Regions from separate parts of the Arachis hypogaea genome. Here region 2 is linked to region 1. Evidence: chromatin contacts called from public Hi-C data. All regions are on one chromosome and are shown on one strand. The core of a region is the stretch at or near the end of the contact, and the rest is flanking DNA. Distances in the headings are between cores, read along the strand shown. Region 1 overlaps LOC112727178. Region 2 overlaps LOC112727181 (a long non-coding RNA gene).

Region 1 (7,084 bases), core at 1,183-3,682:
TTTAATTTTCAAATGTACAAAATTTTGTTTGATTGATTTTTGTTATTTTACTTGCAGGGCCTTTTTTCAGCAGCAAAAGATAAATTACTACTAGGAAAAAAAATCTTAATCAAATTAAAAATGTACCATAATTAAGTTAATATTATTACCGAAGCTATACAAGTAGGCATAGTTATGGTATCATCCTCTCTCTTTGATAATGACTCAAATGTGCTATCAATATCCATTTCTTCTAATGAAGAAATATCTGCATATATAGCCACTTATTTTCAGTATAGAAATCATAAAAATAATTAGATGCATAGAAAATATTGCTAATGAACTAGAAGCTACAATTTGTGCTTAATTAATCTTCTATTCTATCATATGAATTAAACTAGACAAAATTCAAAACTTAATCAAAAGGGGAAAGAAAAAGATGTATTTTCACCATCCACGCATCGCTCAAGCATTATGCAACCATCTTTTCCCAATGTTACAATCACAAATTTGAGTTTTGGTAGCCTTAACATAATTGAAACTAGTGCTTTTGAGATAGTTGATGCCTCTGTCCAAGCCTGTCAAATATGATGAATAAAAAAAAAAACTATGTTATTATATTATTAGCAAATAAATAATTAATTCATATTAACTAATGAGAAAATAGTTTTGTGAATGGGGAAAAGGTACCCTAATTTTCACCAAAAGTAAACTAATGTTATTTTGCATATTTGAAAGAAGAAATTCATACTCTCATATATTTTCATTTTATTAACTATTATCTATATTTTAAACACGTCAAATAGACACTAGAAATCAGTTATCAATTAACCACTAATATAAAATATAAAACAATTTTATATTAACATTTCTAATTAAATTATATATATATATATATATATATATATATAATATCAGACTTATTTACATTTATGATCAAATTTCAAAAACAAAATAGTCAAATTAAATTTACAATTATAATCAAAATACAAATAAAATTACAAAAACACATTGGTGACTAACTTTTTTGTTTTCTTGAAAATTTTAATTATTTGTTGTGAAAATTTGGTTATTATGTTACAAAAAGTTTAATTATTTTAGTGATTAATTATTGTATATATCTGCTTCCAAAATATGTAAAACACATATAATAAATATACATGAATTTAAAATAGCTTATTTGATGGTAGATTTTTAGTATTAATAGAATGTTTGTCATATTCTTTTCAAGTTCTCTGTTTTAGCTAGAAACCAAAGTTGAAACTATTATAAAACTCACAAGCAATAATATAAGCTAAGCTACTTCATGATATTATATTTTGCTTAATTACCTGTGGAAAATTTTCTGAGCATATAATATAATCGGTCAATCTTAGGAGATTATCCAATCCTACCCTTGGTTTTTCAGCATCAACTAAAATAGGTATATTCTGTTGAAATGCCTGTATAATGGTCAAATATAATCAAATAATTTTAAGATTTATTGAATGATTCGCTTGATCATTTTAAAATATCATCATAATAATTAACTTTTAACCATATTAAATATACATTAAAAATCAGCACCAATATAATTAATTATTTTATAAATAATATAATTAAATTAAATTCATGGTTATAATCAAACATCACATAGATAATATATATAATCGAATTAGATTCACATTTATAATTAAAAAATAAGAATAAAAGTACAAAAACATAGTGGTTATTGGTTTGTTGTGTTTATGAAAAATTTGTTTATTCCGTTGTAGAAATGTTTGATTAATCTGTAGTGAACAATTTGATTATTTTAAAAATTGATTATTCTACTTAAAAAATATATATATAGTATACATAAATCTATACAAATATATGATTATTGATTTATAATGTTTAAATAACAAATTTTGTTTAATTTAATTGAATATCTTGTTATTCCACTTTCTAATGTTGGGTGTATCCTTTTGTTTTAGATACCTAAAGCTTTTATATACCTACACATACATATTAAATCACATACATTGTTTCAATTTAACTCTTTATAAAAAAAATAATTTTTATCGATCCAATCGTTAAATATAATTACTTACTATAAATATCATTTGTACTAAATTTTGTAAAAATTAAACATCAATAAGATTCTGTTCTAAAAACTCATTCATATTTCGGGTTAATGGTTAAATTGGTTCTGGAAGGATTGTCCAATCATAATTTTTATCCCCAAATAATTCTTTTAATTAAATTAGTCCCTAAAAATTTAAAATCAATCGCGTTTGTCTTCCCTCAAATGTTTAATCCGTTCCGTTAACGATTTTCCACGTGTAGTGTTAAGTAATAACTCAGTGATAAAACGATGCCGTTTTAATTACAGCTCCACCCTGAAATTACTCACTCACTCTTCTCTTCTCCTTTCACTTAAAATAAACGAAACACAGAAAATACTAACAGGCTCCAATCGTTGGAAGGGTAGAGGAAGCAATCATCAACGACACATAACAGATTGTGACTACGCTTATTCCTCTCGATCTCTAGGGCACCGTTGTACGGCCGCGGGTCTTCTCCTTTCACTCAAGGGTAACGAAAAGTCACTTAATAGAAAGAGAAGACAAAGAAGCTCTGATCATTGGAATGGTGGAGGAAGCAATCATCGGTGACGCTATACAGAATGCGAATGCTCCTCTTTGTCTGGGTTTCTAGGGTCTTACTGCGCCGTCGTGGTAGGCGCTGTCTCTAGGTGAGAGGTACGAATCCTTCTACGTCGATTTTTCTTTCCTTTTTTCTGGTTTTTTCTTTCTAGTCTGAATGTGTAGTTGCTGGGGTTAGGGTTGAATGTTGGTTGGTTTCGGGTGAGGATTTTTGTGCCGGGATAGTTGTTGCTAGGGTTTTACAAGGTTTCGCCGGTTATTGCTTCCACGGCCATTCCAGTGATCGAAACAGCTTTATCTTCTCACTCTATTTTGGGTGACTTTTTGTTAGTTTTTGGAGAAAGGAGAACAGTGGTAGAATAATGGAAGAATTACCTCAGTAATAGCATAAAACAATGCTGAGTTATTCAAAACACACTAATGATATAGAACGGCGTCGTTTTGTCACTACTCAGTTGTCATTTAACGTTCTACGTGGACACCTAGTGACGAAAACTGTTAGCCCAGAAACGGAAGGACAAACGAGATTAATGTTAAATCTTTTGGGAACTAATTTGATTAAAAAAATCATTCGAAGATAAAAATGACGATTGACCTATCTTTCGGAGACTAATTTGACCATTAACCCTTCATATTTCATATACATTTTAAACTTTTATACTATTGTTAATTTGATATATAGAAAGGTATATCAATTATTTTAATCAAAGAGGCTTTACACAAAATAAATTACATCGATAAAACAATTATTCAACGGTGTAATATAATAGTAAGGTTATTTAAAAAAATAGTAAGGTTATTTACACATTACATATTTTGTTAAGAGTTAGTGATTCACAAATTAAATAGGTAATATAATAATAGTAAATTATCATCACTAATCTAGTGAGTAAAATTTTCCGTGAGCTGAAAACATTTCATGATTCAACTTAATTATGTAACTTATTAATTACCTCTTGAGCAATGACAATAGCGGTGTCAAGCATCCTTCCATCAAAATAAACCACTTTTGATCCAGCCAATATAGATACCAAGTTAGTACTATGAAGATCTTCTGGTTTCATTGGAGGATATTCTCCTGGATTGAATATACAAGTTCGTGTCTTCCTGAATGCATAAAATACTATCATTAATTAATATAATTAGCCAATAATTTACACTCTTTAATAATTTTATATAATGATAATAATTTAAAGTTACTCACAGAAATTGTCAAAGATAAAATCTTCAGATGAAGGTAGAATTAGAATGAATAATAAATAAGAATCTACATCATTTCTATTAACATGTTTGTGTAATTTTATTCTACATATTTTGGCAGTTCAAGAAATTTATATTAAATAAATTAAATATCATTATTCATGTTTCAAAATTCATTTGAGTGAAAATATTTGTGGAAAGAACTAAAGTTGAGAGAACTAATAACATGTTTAAGAATAATATTTAAAAGTTTAACTTTACAAATTATGGAGAATAAATAAAATTAACCACAAATTTATAAGTCCAAATTATTTCTTTTATAAGATTAGTTATAGATTAAGTAAAAAATATAATGACGAGATAGATGTCATTGAGAATTTATCGAATAAGGTACTTTTGTACTGTTGAGTTTTTTCTTTCAGTACGAGAAGTGGAATAGAAAGATGAGAGAGAAAAGAGAAAAATAGAGAGAAAACCAAAGAGAAAGTGAGGGATTTGAACGAGAAAAGTGACAAATTGTGACTAGGAGAAGACTTAAAATCTATTGGAGATCAAACCAACCAATCACACATCACAGTTTACTACCTCAGAGGCTCTCACAAATAATGATAAGAGAGTAGGAGAAGTTCTTAGGGATCAAGAATATCGATCAATTACTGTATTCACTAACAACCTACCACTAAATACAATGGTAGCATAGATCTGCAAGTGTTTGAAAGAGAAGGAAGAGTAGTGGATGTGTTCTTGTCAAAGAAAAAGATGATGAGGAACCTGCTAATGTTTGTTTTTGTGAAGTTTGCGATGAGAATTGGTACTCTGAATGTCATTCAAAAACTGGACGGGTGAGTGGTGCAGAGATACAAGATAAGATTATCAGAGGTTAGATACAAAAGAGTAAAATTGGGTAAGATGAATAAAGATGAAAAGAATGAGAAGACCCAAGCAGAAGAATAACATAGTAAAAGATATAAATGATATGAAAGAAGGAGATATAATAGAAAAAGATTGTATAAGGATGTGGTCAAGTTTGGAAGGGGACGACTAGGAACGATAGATCCAAGAGACGACAATGACACAATGTGAAAAATCAAATGTGGTATTAGATAGTAATGGAGGAATGATTGAGAAAATAGAGAGTCTAATTGAGGAAGCAATTAATCCAATAGACTTTCTGGAGGTGAAATAGACAGTGATGAGGAACTGGTACAACATGACTGAGGTAAAGATGGTGATGACTTTTGACAATAAGAAAAATATGGAGGAAGCAGCACAATTTTTTTTTTCTACTAAATCACTTCATAGACGTCAAAAGATGGACTTCTAAAGAAACAAATAGGTCGAGGAGGCTTTAAGTGGAAGTCATAGGACTTCCCATACATGCTTGAAATAAGGATAATATAGAGGGGGAGTTTGGGGGATAGTGATAAAAGTGGATAGATAGAAAAATTAACATTATAACTCCTTTAAGGTGTTAGTGGACTCAAGTTTCGATCCCACCATACAAGCATACTTGAATATATTGATTGATGATGAGGAATTTCAGGTAATTTATAAGAAAGATAGGGCAAATGAATACGCATTCTAATGATAGGTTATGCTAATGGAGAAGAAAGTGACAATAAAAGGACAAGGGATGCATGGGAAGCATAAGGGTGTGCAGGACACTATAGTATGTGAGAATGATAGAAATATGTCCAATGAAACAATAAGGAAAGCGAGGCACACTGGCACGTAGACAGAGGCTAGTGGCGGTGAATAAGATGATATGCTTAGGATAGCCAACAATATGGAAGTGGGAAGGTTGATAGAAGTGAAATCGCAAATGGCTGTGCATGGATGGAGAAGGACTAATGATGTCATCAAGGCCCAGAATCAAAATTTAGGTAGTAAAGGAAGAAAAACTTGGACTAATGAGTCAAAAACTCAAACTTGGTAAGATGATAGAGATATAAAAGAGGTTGTAAGAGAGCCTAATCTGGGTCTACTTAATGAGCTAAGTGAAAATAATGAAATAAGATATTTAGAAAATGAGCATATTTAAAGAAGGATGGGGCGAATAAGGATTATAATGAGATTAGAAATGAAGGGGACTCAGGCTCTGGCCCATCTAAACCACCAAGTTTAAAAATGAGGCACGTGAGATAGGGGATAGGAATATAAGTGAAGAAGAGAGAAAGGCAACCAATACAAGAACAATAGTTTGAAGAAGAAGATGCCAAAAAGAAAGGTAGGACAAAGATTGAAAGGAGAGACAAAAATATTGAGAAAGAAAAAAGATATTGAATATCTAAATTTTGGAGGCAAATAGAACATGAACTTTGGGAACACAAATTGAAATTGTATACACATGAAGAAAATGTAGCAAAAAAGTACTTGAGAGAGGAGAATGGAGAGACTAGAAGCACGAAGAGAAAGGAGACAAAAGCACGATACAAAAAAAATTCTAAAACAGAGTATTAAGGAGACATGTGATTTATTAACTATGCCTAATGATTCTCTTATAGAATTGTAGAGGACTGGAGAATGGCGGTAAAATGGGAATGATTAGAGAAATAGTGAGCAAAAATTGTGTGAGATTTTTAGGCCTGATGAAAACGAAGGTAGCAAAGGTGAAGGATTTTGAGATAAAATGGTTATGGACAACATTGACTATGAGTGGAATATGGCTGCAGCTGAAAATAGTAATGGGGATAATGTGTTTGGGAGAAGGCATTCTTTAAGATCCAACAGGTCATAAAGGGTATCATAGATGAAAGTGATGATCAAGTACTAATTGGGGTTGTGTACGCCCTAAATACCGAGAGGGAGGATGAACAAAAGGTAGTATAGGAGGAGATTAACTGCATCAAGAATCACGATAACATCCCTATTATTATGGTATTTGGGGACTTTAATGAGATTACTCATCCAAATAAGAGGAGTAATGACAGAGTCAACACTGAGGGCATGGTAGATTTTAAAGAGGGGTACAAGATTTTGAGGTAATGGAGATGTCGTTGGTGGACAGAAAATACACTTAGAGAGATGGAAAGAGTATAAGCAAGATAAATAAGTTATGCTTGGATACGACGTGGGTTCAGAAATTTCCTGCATAAAAGTTTAGATCCTTCAAGTGTGCTAAATTAGATTATGTGCTGATAATTTTTGAAAAGGAGATAAAGGATTGGTGACCCAAATCGTTCAGATCCTTGGACGTTTAGTTTACACATCCTTAATTCAAGATGTTTGATAAGAAATGGAGAAAAACAGAAGAAAAGTCGGTTGCTATGAAACTGAGA
Region 2 (7,084 bases), core at 2,064-4,563, 130 kb before region 1:
AGCTCTGTTCACGCAGCCACTGTCCGTCGCGCAACCACTTCCCGTCACGGCCATCTCTGTTCCACACTTCCACTGTATTGTTGTTGGATTGGTGGTAATTATTAGGTATGGATGAGAGTATCATCGAGCTTGTCTCACACTCAGCCACTCTCCTTCTCCTTCCTCTCATTGAGCTCCTCCCTCACTCCCTCACTTCCGTCTAGCCACCGTCACAGCTTTCTTACCCTCCATCGCGAAGCCACCGTCGTAACTTTGTCTCCTCTGTCGGCGCCAGCTCTATTCCAATGCACTCTTGTCCCTTCAGCCGTGTTAGCCCTTCGGTCGTGCTCCTTGTCTCCCTCTAACTCAGTCTGCTCTGTTCTAGCTTCTAGGTTTTTTTTAACTATAATTGACTAATTGTTGTTAGTTAATTGATGAACTATGATTTTTCATTACTGGGATTTAGGATTGTGGATAATTTTGAATAGATGTTGTTAGTTAATCTATGAACCTTGCTGTTGTTACTTGTTACTGGGTTGAATAATTTTGAATAATTTTAACTGTTGAGATTACTAGTTGGAATGGGTTGTTGTGGGTTGCTATGGATTACTGTGATATTGTAATTGAATTGTATTGTTTGCTCAGACTGCTCAGAACGAAGGCAATGGCTTTAGTTGATTTTAATTTTCGTTATCTATTCTTCTTCATTCTTTGCTAAAATCATTGATATTTGTTTGGGATTCTGCTAGTAGTACTCAGATTGAAATTTGAATCATTGAATGGTTAGCTCTGGTCCGATGCTATATTGTACATTTGTTACTTTCTTTTCTTATTTTGGATTGAATCATTGAATGATTAGTTGATTTAGTTTACTAGTTAACCTTGTTAGTCTTTATTAAAATTGTGCTGATGTTTTGTGTTTTTTATATATAGTGATGTACTTAGATTGTGACTGACTTGATGACTTAACTATGCTTTAGAGAAATTATCGAACGATTAATTGATTATTAATTTTTGATAACTATGGCTGGTCTGTTGTGATGCTATTGTGTTTTGTGATTTTTATACAGTAATGTGTTGTATTATGACTGTCTTAATGACTTGGTTATGTTTAGATTGTATGATTATTGATTAATTGTGTTGTTGTGTTTTGTGATTTTTATAGTGATATGATGTTGTTTTATCTTTTGTGATTCAATTGTACTAGCTGTAATTATGATGTAAGGTCTTTATTAAAATTGTGCTGATGTTTTGTGTTTTTTTATATATAGTGATGTATTTAGATTGTGACTGACTTGATGACTTAACTATGCTTGAGAAAAATTATTGAACGATTAATTGATTATTAATTTTTGATAACTATGGCTGCTCTATTGTGATGCTATTGTGTTTTGTGATTTTTATACAGTAATGTGTTGTATTGTGACTGTCTTGATGACTTAGTTATGTTTAGATTGTATGATTATTGATTAATTGTGCTGTTGTGTTTTGTGATTTTTATAGTGATGTGATGTTGTTTTATCTTTTGTGATTCAATTGTACTAGCTGTAATTATGATGTAAGGTGTTTATTTATAATTTATTTATTATTTTCTTATAAAATAGTTTTTTCGGTTGAATCACGGTTGAATCAGTTAGACCAGTGAACCATTGAACCAGTAGCTAGAGCAGTTTGATAACCAGTTCGATTTTCAGAACCTTGGTCCTTATACATAATTTATCTGTTAGAATTGATTGTTAATTGCTAATAGACTCTTGTTAGAATTGATTGTTAATTGCCTAGTTGATTGTTAATTGTTAACAGCATTCGTTGCTACAATGTGATTGTTAATTGCCTGATTGTCAATGTGATAGTGTGATTAGAATTAGATAATAGGTTGTGTTAGAATTGATTGTTAATTGCTTATAGATTCTGTTAGAATTGATTAATTGCCTATTTGATTGTTAATTGTCAATATGTTCTGTTCCTGTAGTGTGATTGTTAATTGGAATTGATTGCTAATTGCCCAATTGATTGTCACTCTTATTGTGTTAATAAGGGTAAATGTATTCCTAGAGAGAAGAATTATCCTGATGATAGCTAGGTTAGCCAAGGAAAAGGATGTTCTGATACGGAATTTTTTCAAAACCACAACTCGCGAAGTGCAATGAATCGTATCAAGTAATACCACGGGAATGGGTTATCGTTTTCACGAGTACTAACGGACTAAGCAAGTAATGGTTAATTTATTATTCTAGTTAGACAATTGAAAACTTGATTTGAGATGTGTTCAGGATCAAACAGAAACTTTAAAAGCAGCAAGCAGTAATGATTAAAGCAAGTAATATAATTAAAAAGGTTAAGGTTTTGGAGATGTTAAGACTTCATGACAAACTCTTTTTACTTTCTATCTTGATCATGCAACGATGCATCCATGGCAAATGATAATTAATTAAATCTCAATCTCTTGGTAATTCAATTTCTCTTTACTTAACAAACTGTCAATTCCTTGAACAATCAATTACGATAAGAGGTTGAGCACAGTGTCTGATTTAATGCCACACAATTCTTAAAGATTAATTATAGTTGATTAGATGCCACTTATCGAAACTAATTTTAGAAACTTAAAGAATTATGAGAAGAGGTTTCACACTCAATTCCAGAAATCAGATTTTCCAAGTTTGATATAGAATTCAATAAAATTTGAGTTATTTTCCAATACTTTCATATCCTTATAATGAAGAACAAAAACCTTGTTTCTTGAGAAAACATCAATGCAATAATCAAAGATAGAACAGTAATAACATCAATCCATCAGAATCAACAGAGCTCCTCAATTTAACTGAAGAGGTTAGTTACTCATAATGTAGAACAAAAATAAGGATTCAAAATTATGCAGAATAAGCTAAAGGTCCTTTTATCCATAGTTCTCTGGATCCTTTTATACTTAAACCTAAACAAAACCTAATATTCAAACTTAACTCAAATAGAATCAAATCATATCTTTCCAAATTAAATTCAAATTAAAAGTGACTCTCCTTGTGATTAGAACTTGATCCTTGGTGAGTTGCTTCCTTAGAAATTTAGGGGCTTCCACTCAATCTTGGGCTTGAGAATTGGCTTCGCTTTTGAGTGAGGTTTGCAACCTTTATTGTGCACCTCCGAGGGTTCTTTTGTTTAGAGATCATAAAGCACGTGAGGCAAGTGACATTCCCTTGAAGGATGAAGGAGAGTGGGCATGTGCAACATGCCACTTATTCGAAGGTTGCATGGGCTGGCGTGAGTGACGTGCATGGCGTGCGACGTCGTTGAAGCTGGAGGCAATGGGAGATGTTTCTAGACAATGGCTCAGCGTGCCACGCCTGGCACGCCCTTGAAAGTTGCATAGAATTGGCGTGAGTCACGTGGGGCTAGTGGCACGCCTGTGAAGCTTGGAGGATAGAGGTCAACAGGGGCGTGCATGGTGTGCCATGCCTGCGACGCATGCATGGGCAATGAAGGTGGTGCCGTGTGTGGCATGAAGGACGTGGGACGTCCTCGAGCCTGGGTGGAAGTAGCGTGAGGCATGTCCCACTCCCTCGATGGTAGAGTGAAGGTAGCTTTCTACACTTTGGCCTAGCGTGTGGTTGGCGTGAAGCAAGTGGCACGCCATGCCTCTGCTTACTTCTTTCTTTGTTTTTGCTTGCTCTCTGACTTAGCGTCCTCTCTGACTTGAGTGCCTTTCTGAGTTTCCTTTTGTTATTTAGATAATCTTCAATAATCTTTGACAAAACACATAAATCAAAGTACTCAAAGTATCTTGACTAAAACACCAGAGAAATAGCGAGAAATCACTAACTTTACTAACATAATTACTAGGAAACTACTAAATGATGGTCATGCATCACAACACCAAACTTAAGTTTTTGTTTGTTCTCAAACAAACAAAAAAATCATGCATTCATAATTAAAGAGATTAAATTAAACAAAAAATGTTTCCTTTCCACGCTTCCTTTCGGGTAGCCATGTTAGACACAATTATTAGATTATGAATGATGTTATAATAGAGCAAATCTGGATGTACATGATAGCACCATGATAATAGAGCAATGTCATTTTATAATTTTTTCATTTTAGGTCAAGAACACAAGAACATAACTGAACTTTCTTTAAAAAAAAGTGTGGACCAATGACATGGGTTTTGTAACTTGGTGACAGTGGCAGTGAAGGGTGTTTGGGTTGTTTGGCAATGGTCAAAAAGAGTGGTATTCAAGGTTAAGAGGGGTGAATTTTTTGAATTATTAGGATTGACATTGAAAATAAAAGAATTAATAAAGGGTAAAATTAGAATTAAAATGTTGACTAATGGTTGACCGTCTAAAAATTAATGATAAGGGTAAAATTGAAAGTTATTTCAAACGTTAAGGACAAAATTGAATTGAATTAAACGTTAGGAATATTTTTGAAAAATTTTGAAAACATTAGAAACAAAAAGCATACTTTACCCTTAAAATTAATATACAACATTAGATAAATATGCAGATCTAGAAAAAAATAGCTTTACACAATGATTATTGAACTCATAAGTTAGACAAATAGGCATCTACATAATACCACTAGCACCTAAAGTTTGATAGAATTGGACAGTTCAAAATATTTGTTAACTGGTCTAACTCAATTCCTTTGCTCAAGCTAATCCACCACCTCAAATGTAGCTATCGACAGTAAGGTTTGCAATTACATCACTCAGTAACCACCCAGTGGTAGAAAATAAAGCAGGAACAACTCAGTAAGAGGTGTATGTCATTGGAGGATCAAGCCGCATTTCCATAGTTTTAGACAAGTAATGATAGCAAAGACAAGCCATTAAAACTGTTGTCATTTATATAAAGTCAATAGGCAACATCGATAAAGTAGACATATTCTAAAGCTTTCATTGATCTTGCTGTAATAGATAAATGTCCTACGATAAAAATCAATCATTTCAGTGTCATTTATATGTGGAATGAATGGATAAATTTTGTATAAATCATTTCTTTAATTTTTCCAAGTGAAGGGGTTTGAACTCATGCATAATCATTAGCATATTATGTTTCACATCTTGAGATTAGGTGCAACGCAATTTGACTATACATGAGATTATTAGTTCCATTGAGCTAGGATTTTTGGGAAGAAAGAAAACCTAGGGACATCACAAGCTAATCAGATCCATTTTGTTACTAAGCTGATATCAACAGTTATTCCAATTTAAGCGTAACATCATTAATATGCCAAGCATAGTGTTAAGGTGACAAAGGCATAGGAAATTTTTGGGAATTTCAAGGCCACTTTAGCAAGTTGCTTTATTCTCTATGAATGTAAAATGAAAAAGCTTAACATAATAAAAGTATATAATTGCCCAAAATTATCAAAGCACAAATGAGATGCAAAAATAAAGAAAGTTTTGATTACCTATTTGGCAAAACCATGAAGAATTTAATTTTTCACAGCATAATATTGAGGAGCCAGCTCAATTAACCGTAGGTAGTCAATATTGCTTAGTTTCCGAACGTACTTGCTACTAGTTTGAACAAGTTCATTAAAAATAATACACTCTAGTTTTTGCCTGAATAATACAGAAGATGGGTGGATCTGCACTACCAGACCACTTGCCAAGGCCCTGCCATGTCGTGACAAAGCAGAAACTTGTTTCCATATAAGTAAAATAAATATCTGAGTTGAACACTATATATAGTTGCCAATTAGAAAACAGGTCAAAATGCTAAAGAATAAAAAATATAAAATTTCACAGGAGTTTGAACTTAATAAAGGAAATAGACAACAACCTGTATGTGCCCTCAAGCTGCTTTACGGCCGTATAGAAGACATCTGTGGTACTGAAGCATATCATCTCTACAAGAAGCTAGATTCAGCCCCATTTGTTCAGTATGTACCCTAATTTGCTTGCAGTAGTTATCATAGATGAGAATGCATAGAGTAGATTTCAAGCAAGACAAGGTAAATTACATTCATCCCTACCCACATTTTTTTACCATTATGCACTCACCACCCCTGCATTGCACCAATTGTTCGTCTAAATAATACACTTAGATTCTTGGTATTAATGTAACTATCAAATCTTTATACATGTGCCTATACATGTATCTTAATACTTTTTATTTTGTTTTATTTTACTTTATTGAATTGAAATGACAAAAATGCCCTACATAACAATGTTAAAAGAAAAAAGATCTTTTGTCATTGTTCTTCTATCTCTACAAGTTATCTATGCATAATGAGAGTAGAGTTAAAAATGACTTTATACAACCTATTTAATGTCATTTCAATTTAATGATACAAATAAAAGGGAGGTGAGTGCATGCTATTCAAATAAAAGCATTGTGCCCATAATTTGATAAACCTCAGGGGTTGTGAGTGTAATTTACCCTTAAAGATATCACGAATTTGCGACATTTAGATTTAAAACAATAACTACCTATGGATGTCACGAGCATGTCTAAGAGAACGACTAATAAAATTATCCTTACACCACTTTTTGAAAGCCTTTTCAATTTTTGCTTTACCCATTTCTATTGATCTCTTCTCTAAGAAATCATTAGATGCTCGATACACATTAATCAAAGTAATGTGGTCTCCCTCCAGACTAGAGAAGCATTTTATTGCAGTTCTTACCTAATAAAAAGATGAGAAAAATAGTAACTTCAATTGCATGCAAGGAATAGACAATGAATGATACTTGTAATTATACCAATACTAGAATTTTCCTTCAAAAATTCACTACTTATTTTATAAATCATTTATACACTATTTACACATTCTGTTAAATAGTCAATAGAGGGATAGACTATGGAAGTATACAATCAATGATTAATATTCATATTTATTTGTCGGATTAAATAAATTTTTGGTCCCTACAAAACACCTCTTATGTTTTAGTCCCTAAAATTTTTCTTCTGATATTAGTCGAGATTAAAGTTATCTATTTTAGTCCTAGTTTCTTTTGTTAAGTGTTGAACTGGCAGGTTAAATTCTAATGTGACAAGACATATCACATCAGCAAGCAAATTAATTGTAGGTACTTAAATAACCATCTTTGAAATTTTACTAAACAAAAACCAAAAGAATTATATGGACAAGAGAAAAAAAA

Evidence for each region. Hi-C and Micro-C count contacts between places; a contact is called where the count stands out from the background.
Region 2: a contact with region 1 is called in a Hi-C map of an unstated tissue, with 2.5 times the contacts expected there. The contact joins two enhancer-like sites. A contact is called at or near these places in 2 of 8 Hi-C or Micro-C datasets (leaf and an unstated tissue).

Annotation. Positions count from the first base shown.
Region 1 is chr12:24,911,894-24,918,977 of arahy.Tifrunner.gnm2.J5K5, reverse strand. LOC112727178 reads right to left here. Exons shown (of 11, transcript XM_025776850.3): 6 at 3,560-3,713; 7 at 431-557; 8 at 150-247. Among protein-coding and RNA genes, the nearest start is that of LOC112727178, 10 kb to the right of the region's middle. Within about 2 kb of position 2,432, at least 2 of the 3 cell types and tissues checked have open chromatin away from gene starts, as enhancers often do.
Region 2 is chr12:25,038,995-25,046,078 of arahy.Tifrunner.gnm2.J5K5, reverse strand. It overlaps LOC112727181 (a long non-coding RNA gene), which reads left to right. Exons shown (of 3, transcript XR_011868424.1): 3 at 1-554. Among protein-coding and RNA genes, the nearest start is that of LOC112727181, 5.0 kb to the left of the region's middle. Within about 2 kb of position 3,313, at least 1 of the 3 cell types and tissues checked has open chromatin away from gene starts, as enhancers often do.